Linked DNA regions of Mus musculus: regions 2 and 3 are each linked to region 1. A link is a contact called in public HiChIP or PLAC-seq and promoter capture Hi-C data. All regions are on one chromosome and are shown on one strand. The core of a region is the stretch at or near the end of the contact, and the rest is flanking DNA. Distances in the headings are between cores, read along the strand shown.

Region 1 (2,957 bases), core at 175-2,674:
AACCCAGGTTCTCTGAGAGAGCAGTCAGTGCTCTTAGCTGCTGAGGCATCTCTGCACCCTCTTTCCTGTTCCTCTTGAAACTCTGGACTTGTAGGCCCACAGGACTTCTGACCCTCATTTCCCCTCTTCCCTAACGTCCTCACCCCATCCTCCCTGTGCCTCTGTGCTAGGTCTCAGACTTGATCCGCAGTGGGAAACCCATCAAGGCCACGAATGAGCTTCTGAGGAGGAACCAAATGGAAAAGTGAGTGGGGCCTGCCATGCTCCCCACAGCTCCTGTGTTCTCCCTCACCTGGCCCCAGCCATCTTTCTGCAGCCCCGTGCTCTCTTCCTCCTCCTCCTCCTCCTCCTTCTCCTCACCAAGTCAGGTGTGGCACGGGCACGTGCCTGTAAGCCTGGTGTTCAAGGCCAGCCTGAGCTACATAGCAAGACCTTGTCAGAAAACGACAAACAAAACCAACTCAGTATCCATGGCTGCTTTTGAAACGCTTGGCTCTCCAAGGCTGCAGTTTCCCGCACAGACCCTCCCCTCTGTCTGCATAGGGAGTTGGCGACCCAGCAGCCACACTGTTCTGTCTCTCCTGCAGCTGCCAGGCACTGGTGGATACGTTTCTAAAACTGGACTTGGAGGATCCCACCCTGGACCTGGACATTTTCATTAGTCAGGAAGTGCTGCCCGCTGCTCCCACCATCCTCTGAGAGTCCTCCCTCGCCTCCCAGCTACCTGAGCCCCGGGGCCTACCATGCCTTTTCGGGTTTTTTTTTTTCCCTTACTGCAGAGTTCTCAGTTTGCACATTGTGTCTTGTGCTAGGAATAAAGCTTATTTTAGATCAAGGTGTTTCCTTAGGTCACCCAACAGGACATCAGCTGGGACAGGGGGAAGTCACTCAAATATAGTGACAGTTGGGCTGGGCAGATGCTCAGTGATTAGAGGCACTGACTGCTCTTGCAGAGAAAGTGGCTTTGGTTCCAAGAACCACATGGTGGGTCACATCTGTGTGTCACTCCAGTTCCAAGGGATCTTACACCCTCTTCTAGTCTCAGGGGCTCTGGGACACATGGAATACACATAAGCTCATGGACACACACATACACATAAACTAACAAGTAGATAATTACATTTAGTCAGGAATGGTGGTATAAATAAATAAATGCAGGTACGATGGTGCAGACCTTTAATTCTACCACTGGGAAGACAAAGGCAGGTGGAGCTCTGAGTTTGAGGCCAGCCTGGTCTATATAGTGAGTTCCAGGCTAGCTAGGCTACACAGGGAGACCCTGACTCTAAATAAAACTTTAAATAAATTTAGATTCTGTCCTTGGGACTCAATGAGGACAAGCTACTTCCAACAGACTATACAAAACAAAAACCACAAAAACAAAAATGAAGGTTGACACACAGTTTAAGGGAAGCTATCTGTTGCCTTAAGAATTATCCTGGCCTCACAGGCTGAAAGACAAGGCAGGATGGGTAGAAGATGGGTTGGGGAGGGACCAGCCCCGGCTCCGCCCTTCCTACTTTAGAGCCATGGAGAGCCCAGGTCCTGGTGGGCCACCCCTGGTGCAAGCGCCCTACACTGTTCTGCTGCTACCACTGGGGACAAGCCGCCAAGACCCAGGAGCCCAGAACTTCTTCCTCTGGGTGAGTGCGAGACCAACTCAGTCTTGGGACATCCCCTCCCATGATGTACCCTGCATATATTTCCTCTCAACTGAGGACCCACAGACTTTCCCTCTGTATTCCTTTGTTATTCAAATCCTTAGTGATCAGATAGTGAGCCCTTTAGAGGAGATTGCCATACCTAGGGTCCTGCTGGGAGTGAGTCGTTTTGGCCTGTGTCTCCTCTAAGCCAGCTGCAGATGATGCAGGCTCTGGAGAGGGAACAAGATGCTCTGTGGCAGGGCCTGGAGCTGCTGGAGCATGGCCAGGCCTGGTTCGCAGACCGGCTGAGGGAGACCCAGCAACGGCAGCTGCAGCTGGGGGCCCTTGGCGAGGTAGGGGGCAGCCATCTGTGCACGGGCTGGGGAGGGAGAAGCAGGGAGCACGTGGACCTCAAAGGCTGCTCTGGGAAGGGGAGGGTTAACGGGCAGGGCACATGAACTGGAATAGCATTGGAAATGACAGGACAGCCACCAGTGTTCATTGTGCTGGAAGAAGTGGTCTGCATTCCATTCAGAGGGACTCCATCTGAGCACCCCACAGAGAATCAGAGAGTGGCCTGGGTGTCTCTCACTGGGCGGGGGGGGGGGGGGGGGGAGAAGACCCATAAGGAACAGGAGTGGGGGTGGGGTTCCAGGGTGGGGGTGGGGTTCCAGGTAGTTTGAAAGGAACTGACTGCAATTTTAAGAGATGGAGGTGGAGTGGTGGCCCACGCCTTTAATCCCGGCACTTGGGAGGCAGAGGCAGGCAGATTTCTGAGTTCGAGGCCAGCCTGGTCTACAGAGTGAGTTCCAGGACAGCCAGGGCTACAGAGAAACCCTGTCTCCAAAAACCAAAAAAAAAAAAAGATGGAGGTGGAGAGAGAGGGCTGGCCTTTCCATCTGTCTGGAAGGGTTCTGGGAGAAGGGAATCTGATGAGAAGAGTGGCCCGTGGTGAGGAAGTGGCAGGAGGACCTGTCTCCAGCACTCGGTCACCCTCCAACCCTGCCTAGGACTTTCTGATGGACTTGCATTCAGAGACTGATGCCCCTCTGCTAACCCGGATTCAAAAGGTGAATGCTTGTCTGCACAGTCTGATTCACAAGGTGAGTTTATTAGTTTTAATTTCTAGACTTCGGGGACGGACGGGGCTTTTGGAGTCGTACTGATTTAGCCTCGTCCATATGCACTGGCTGACTCCCACACAGTCCAGGACCAGGAGGGAATGTCAGGGCAAGAGAACTTCTGGTGGCAATGGGTGAACTGACAGGGGTTGAGCCCTGGCTGACAAACCCACAGGGTGGGGGACGGTGCAGG
Region 2 (2,957 bases), core at 283-2,782, 1.1 Mb after region 1:
CCCGAGTTCAGGGAGCTGGGATAACATCTGCACAGCCCCTCTGCTTTTGAGTAATAGGGTGTGTGTGAGGGGGCTGGAGAGGTGGCTTGGCTGTTAGAGCATTAGCTGCTCTTCCAGAGGATCCAGGTTCAATGACCCAACACTCAACAACCATTAACTCCAGTTCCAGAACATCAGCGCCTTCTGGCCTCTGGTCAGTGTGCCACAGACACACAGACATACAATGCAGGCAAACATAAGACACAAATAGACTGGGCTAGAGAGAGAATCCAGCTGTTAAAAGCTATGACTTCTTCCAGAGGCTCCCAGTGACCACATGGTGGCTCACAACCATCTGTAATGGATTCTGATACCCTCTGGTATCTCTGAAAACTCTGTACTCAGATCTTTAAAAACAAAAGTCTAATAGCCCAAACTTTTGACCTCAGGGCGTGGGGCGGAGATATGCTCATGTGGTGTTGAGGAAAGCAGACATCGACCTCACCAAGAGGGCTGGAGAACTCACGGAGGATGAGGTGGAGCGAGTGATCACCATCATGCAGAACCCACGACAGTACAAGATCCCAGACTGGTTCCTGAACAGACAGAAGGATGTGAAGGATGGGAAGTACAGCCAGGTGTGTTAGGGGACTGGTGGACACGGGTTGTCCGTTAAAACTGGGTGCAGAATCAGGAGATAAAGTTGTCTCCCCTGTCTCAAAATCTAGGTTCTGGCCAACGGTCTAGACAACAAGCTGCGTGAGGACCTGGAGAGGCTGAAGAAAATTCGAGCCCATAGAGGGCTGCGCCACTTTTGGGGGTAAGTGGGTGATGAGGCTTAAGCTGCCCACTCCCAATCAGGCTGCACAGTCCACCGGCTCGCCTCCTGCTGCTCTGTGACCTGTATCTTTTTCTTCTGCAGCCTTCGTGTCCGCGGTCAGCACACCAAGACCACTGGCCGCAGGGGCCGAACTGTGGGTGTATCCAAGAAGAAATGAGTCTCTGGGCCTTTGCTGTTAATAAATAGTTTATATACCTATGACCTCCGTCTCAGTTTGTCTTCCATCTGATAGTACTTAATGCCACAGCGATCCTGAGCTCTGGTAGTTTAATCTGGCTGCAGGTGCCTTCTGGGTACAGTGCTCTTGGTGCACTTGAACGGAAATGTCCCTCATAGGCTCCTGCTGGTGTTTGCTCCTCCCTTTCTGTTGGGTGTTCACAAGGAGACTGCCTTAGGTGCAGCAAACTGGGCGGCAACCACTGTTAAAGGTGGGGCAGCCGGTGTTGAAAACCTCCAGGGGAAGCTTGGGCAGGCTTCAATTGAGTCTCCTGCCGTAGCCGTGCTAAGCTGTTGTGAAGTGGCTACAGCTCCGCCAGATGCTGCTGCTCGGGTGAGTTAACAGCAGATGCTGGCTGCTCTAGAAAAGCAGCCTGGTATTCCGCGTGCTTTACAGTAGGGACGGACCGGGAAGGGCTGGACCTATGTGAAATGCACGCCGCTTGTCGGCTTCCGGCCTAGAGAGGCATGATGGGAAGGTGCGGGGAGGGGCGGGATGGAGCGGAGTTCCGCGTGCACGCTAGCTAGGGAAACGAAGCCTTCCGGGGCCAGCTGTGGTGGGCCAGGGCCGCATTGCACGACAGCATCTGGAGAACAGCATCTGTGATGCGCCAGAGCCCCGCGCATGGGTCACCGCGTCTCCTCAGCAGCAGCTGGTTAAAGCCGTCCTCCCACCTCCCCACGCTCTAACAGCTGTGCCCACAGGTCTCTGCGGCACGCCATGCCCCTCAGCCTCTTCCGGCGCGTCCTCCTGGCGGTCCTACTACTGGTGATCATCTGGACCCTGTTTGGACCTTCAGGCTTGGGGGAGGAGCTGCTGAGCCTGTCCCTGGCATCCCTGCTGCCGGCCCCAGCCTCGCCAGGACCGCCCCTCGCCCTGCCCCGCCTCTTGATTTCTAACTCTCATGCCTGTGGTGGCTCCGGACCCCCTCCCTTCCTGCTCATCCTGGTGTGTACGGCCCCGGAGCACCTGAACCAGAGAAACGCCATTCGGGCATCTTGGGGTGCCATCCGCGAAGCCCGGGGTTTCAGAGTGCAGACGCTCTTCCTCCTGGGAAAACCTAGAAGACAGCAGCTTGCTGACCTGTCCTCAGAGTCAGCAGCACACAGGGATATCTTGCAGGCCTCCTTCCAGGATTCCTACCGCAACCTCACCCTCAAGACCCTCAGTGGACTGAACTGGGTGAACAAATACTGTCCTATGGCCCGCTACATCCTCAAGACGGATGATGACGTGTATGTCAACGTCCCAGAGCTGGTGTCAGAGCTGATACAAAGAGGGGGGCCTTCGGAGCAATGGCAGAAGGGCAAAGAGGCCCAGGAAGAGACAACAGCTATCCATGAAGAGCACAGAGGCCAGGCAGTGCCCCTTCTGTATTTAGGCAGGGTGCACTGGAGGGTGAGACCCACTCGGACACCAGAGTCCCGGCACCATGTGTCAGAAGAACTGTGGCCGGAAAACTGGGGTCCTTTTCCACCCTATGCCTCGGGCACAGGATATGTACTGTCCATCTCTGCTGTGCAGCTCATCCTGAAGGTGGCCAGCCGGGCCCCACCTCTACCTCTAGAGGATGTCTTTGTGGGAGTAAGTGCAAGGCGAGGGGGCCTTGCCCCCACACACTGTGTCAAATTGGCTGGTGCTACCCACTACCCCTTGGATCGGTGCTGTTACGGGAAGTTCCTGCTGACATCCCACAAGGTGGATCCCTGGCAAATGCAGGAAGCTTGGAAGCTGGTGAGCGGCATGAATGGGGAGAGGACTGCACCCTTTTGCTCCTGGCTCCAGGGATTTCTGGGTACCTTGAGGTGCCGGTTCATAGCCTGGTTCAGTAGCTGAGAACCCACAGAAAACAGCACCTCAGAGACCTTTCCCCAAAGTTGGTGCAGAGGCTGCAGATCCCTGTGGTGATCTAGTTCCTCC
Region 3 (2,957 bases), core at 138-2,637, 1.0 Mb after region 1:
GACCCTAATAAATTCCAAATCCTCTTCCCTGCCACCTCCGGTTCTTCTTGTGTCCAAGCCCTCAGACCCTTCCCCACCTCCCCCTCTCTCCCCTTTCCAGGGATTGTTCCCTTTCACTGCCTGGTCTCCCAGGGCAACCCCCGCCGCCGGGTGTGAGAGGAAAGAGTGTATGTCACTGTGTATGCGTGACACTCTGGGTCTTTTCAGAGGGAGGGGATTCTGCCCCCACCCCCTCTCATTGGTTCTGCAGCACCAGTCACCCACCCCCATTCCCCGAGTTCCTTATGGACCCCAAGGGTGATTTGTTCTTGGCCCCATCCTGGTGTCCAGTCTGGCCTTGGAAGGGGGTCTTGGAACAGGTGGCCCTCCCCCACCCCTCCTTTCTCTTTTCCCCTCCCTTCTCTCCACCTTACAATAGCTGCAGCCGGCCTGGGGTCGGATGGGGGGGATTAGGGGAGGGGGCCAGGATTAGGGGAATGGACTAGCCGATGAAAGGGGCTGGAGGAGAGCAGAAGGAGGGGGCTGGGAGGAGGAGGAAGGGGAGGGGGTCCTTGCTAATCGACTCTGGTGCCCACATAAGGACTGGCCACGGACTGAAGGAGAGAACAGGGAAGTAGGGGGTAACTGGGTTGGGGGGCGAGGGGACCCACTGCTAACTTGTCCCAGAGATAGGACACCCCCTGGCAGCCGCTGCACAGGCTGGCGGGGGGGACGAATACCCATCACGGTCTCTTCCTCTGTGCCCCTTATTCCCGACTCTGAACCGGCTCTCAACCGGTATGGCCCTGCTCCTTCTCCTTCTCTCTCCTTCTCGTCCGCTTCCTTCACTCCGAGTCCCGGAGTGGCTTTGCCTACTTTCCCACGCCAGACATTCACTCGTGTGCTCCCCGACTCCCCCCAGGGGCCCGCCCCATCTGGTGTCCCCGCTTCCGCGCGGCGTCTCTATCCCCGGTGCCTCCGATGCGCTTCTCTCCCCGTCCCGGGCCGCGGCTCCTGATTGTCCAAACGCAATTCTCGAGTCTCTGGCTCCGGCCGAGAGTTGCGTCTGGACGTCCCGAGCCGCCGCCCCCAAACCTCGAGGGGGAGAGGCCGGGCGGAGCGCGGGACGGTCCCCGGACACCCGGGACCCCGCCGCAGCCCTAGGATCTCAGGGCGCGCACCCAGCAGCAGAGGTGCAGCTGCGGCCGGCTTTCCGGGGTTCTCAGGCCCGGCTTGAGAGAAGTTGGGGATCAGCGCCACGGAGGGGATCCTCCGCCCTCGGGCTCTCCACATGCACCAGCACCCACCGGGCCGGCTCACCGCGCGCCCGGCGGGGGAGGGGGAACCCGGTTCCACGGCGCGCGTGGCGCGCGAGGGCGGTGACGTCTCCGTCGCGGGGTGGGATACAGGGAGGGCGGAAGTGACGTCGAGCCTCGGCGCCCAGGCCATGGCGGCGGTGGCGGTGGCAGCAAGGGTTGCGGCGTGAGTGGCAGCTGCGGACCGAGCGGACCAGGGCAGCGGAGCCCCGGGGTTCCTGGGGAGAGGCCCGCAGCAGGGCAGCGCGAAGGCCGGAGCTGGGTGAGGGGCCGCGGGGCGCACGCCCAGGGTCAGGGGGCGGGGTCTGCAGAGGGGCGGCCCCGACAGCGTCTCCCCCCACCCCCTTCCGCAGACCTCTCTCAGCGGAGCCCCGCTTGGAGGGGGAGGGTCTGTGCCCCGTCACCATGACGACGCCGGCGAATGCACAGAATGCCAGCAAAACGTGGGAACTGAGTCTCTATGAGCTGCACCGGACCCCGCAGGTGACAGGGATCTTCCAGCCCCAGCTTACCCCCTCCCACCAGCCCTCTCCCTCCCTGCCACACTACTCTTGGCCCGACTCTGTCTTTGAATCACCTTTTATCTTCTCAAAGCACTAAAACACCTACCTCATTTGATCCGATTTAACCCCTCAAAGTGGCCATGGCAGCGAGGTACAGCAGATATCACCGTTTTAATTGAAGCACGGTAAACAGAACTTACCGTCCCGGCCCTGTCCCATCTCAACAGCCACATGTCAATGTACACATATATATATTCATCCTGCGAGCTTAAATATAATTCCCTCTCCAGTTTTCTGACTCACGTGCGCTGGGACGACATCGGAATCTGTTTGACAGACACCCTGAACTTCTAGTCTAGGTAGTCTTGCTCTTTAGAGTTTTAAGAAAGCCTGTTGAGGCCGGATGTGATGGCGAAGGCCTTTAACCCCAGCACTCCTGAAGCCAGGACAGGTGGATCTCTTAAGTTTGAGGTCAGCCTGCTTAGAGGCCTGCCAGGAATACATGCATATGGAGACCCTGTCTTGAAAACAGCAAACAAAAAATGAAGAAGTCTTGTAGCATAAATATCCTCCAACCCATAGATCTGTGCCATTCCCAGCCCTAGTCCTCTCAACAAACCCTGGCCTTTCTGTTTCAAAACTCCTTGTAAATGGGCCCTCATCCCTTCTGTTCTGGTAATCTCCAAGTCATTGGTCTCCTCCATCCCAGAATTCCCATCAGTTTGGTCAGCATGGCTGTCCAGGTTCTTACCTTTCTCAAAGCTTGCCTCTAAAGTCCCCTTCCCCCAACCCACTGCCACCTTCTGATGACCCAGGAAGCCATCATGGATGGTACAGAGATTGCGGTTTCGCCTCGGTCACTGCATTCTGAGCTCATGTGTCCCATCTGCCTGGACATGCTGAAGAACACAATGACCACCAAGGAGTGCCTGCATAGGTTCTGCTCGGACTGCATCGTCACCGCCCTGCGGAGCGGGTAACAGGAGGGACATGTTTGCCATGGGGCCAGGCGGGTCAGCCTGGGCATCCATGATGGGAGTTGGCCCTACAGAGCTCCCTTCCTCCCACACCCAGGAACAAGGAGTGCCCTACCTGCCGGAAAAAGCTGGTATCCAAGCGGTCCCTACGGCCGGACCCCAACTTCGACGCCCTGATCTCC

Evidence for each region. Promoter capture Hi-C pulls out the DNA fragments that hold promoters and counts their contacts. HiChIP or PLAC-seq counts read pairs in DNA pulled down with a chosen protein or histone mark.
Region 2: a contact with region 1 is called in a promoter capture Hi-C map of neutrophils, with 5 times the contacts expected there. The contact joins the promoter of B3galt4 here to the promoter of Sapcd1 in region 1. A contact is called at or near these places in 7 of 39 promoter capture datasets (the C10 cell line, the HPC-7 cell line, cranial neural crest and 4 more) and 1 of 9 other capture datasets (liver).
Region 3: a contact with region 1 is called in a FOXA1 HiChIP or PLAC-seq map of pancreatic cancer cells. The contact joins the promoter of Ring1 here to the promoter of Sapcd1 in region 1. A contact is called at or near these places in 3 of 39 promoter capture datasets (hippocampal neurons, neural stem cells and neutrophils), 4 of 115 datasets of contacts at active chromatin or transcription factors (craniofacial prominence, embryonic forebrain, microglia and 1 more) and 1 of 9 other capture datasets (liver).

What each region holds. Positions count from the first base shown.
Region 1 is chr17:35,026,483-35,029,439 of GRCm38.p6, reverse strand. It overlaps Sapcd1 (suppressor APC domain containing 1), which reads left to right and starts at 1,424. Exons shown (of 4, transcript NM_023893.4): 1 at 1,424-1,643; 2 at 1,856-1,996; 3 at 2,654-2,746. The coding sequence starts at 1,530. It overlaps Msh5 (mutS homolog 5), which reads left to right. Exons shown (of 25, transcript NM_001146215.2): 24 at 171-244; 25 at 588-835. The coding sequence ends at 699. Gm52318 (a long non-coding RNA gene) reads right to left here and starts at 1,892. Exons shown (of 2, transcript XR_003952415.1): 1 at 1,804-1,892. Vwa7 (von Willebrand factor A domain containing 7) reads right to left here. Exons shown (of 17, transcript NM_138582.1): 17 at 2,699-2,957.
Region 2 is chr17:33,950,063-33,953,019 of GRCm38.p6, reverse strand. It overlaps B3galt4 (UDP-Gal:betaGlcNAc beta 1,3-galactosyltransferase, polypeptide 4), which reads left to right and starts at 1,532. Exons shown (of 1, transcript NM_019420.2): 1 at 1,532-2,957. The coding sequence starts at 1,758. The coding sequence ends at 2,873. Rps18 (ribosomal protein S18) reads left to right here. Exons shown (of 5, transcript NM_011296.3): 3 at 429-617; 4 at 708-799; 5 at 902-1,022. The coding sequence ends at 977.
Region 3 is chr17:34,023,110-34,026,066 of GRCm38.p6, reverse strand. It overlaps Ring1 (ring finger protein 1), which reads left to right and starts at 1,387. Exons shown (of 7, transcript NM_009066.3): 1 at 1,387-1,557; 2 at 1,649-1,778; 3 at 2,614-2,774; 4 at 2,873-2,957. The coding sequence starts at 1,701. Mir219a-1 (microRNA 219a-1) reads left to right here and starts at 975; the gene lies at 975-1,084. It overlaps Mir219c (microRNA 219c), which reads right to left and starts at 1,055; the gene lies at 996-1,055. H2-Ke6 (H2-K region expressed gene 6) reads left to right here. Exons shown (of 9, transcript NM_013543.2): 9 at 1-34.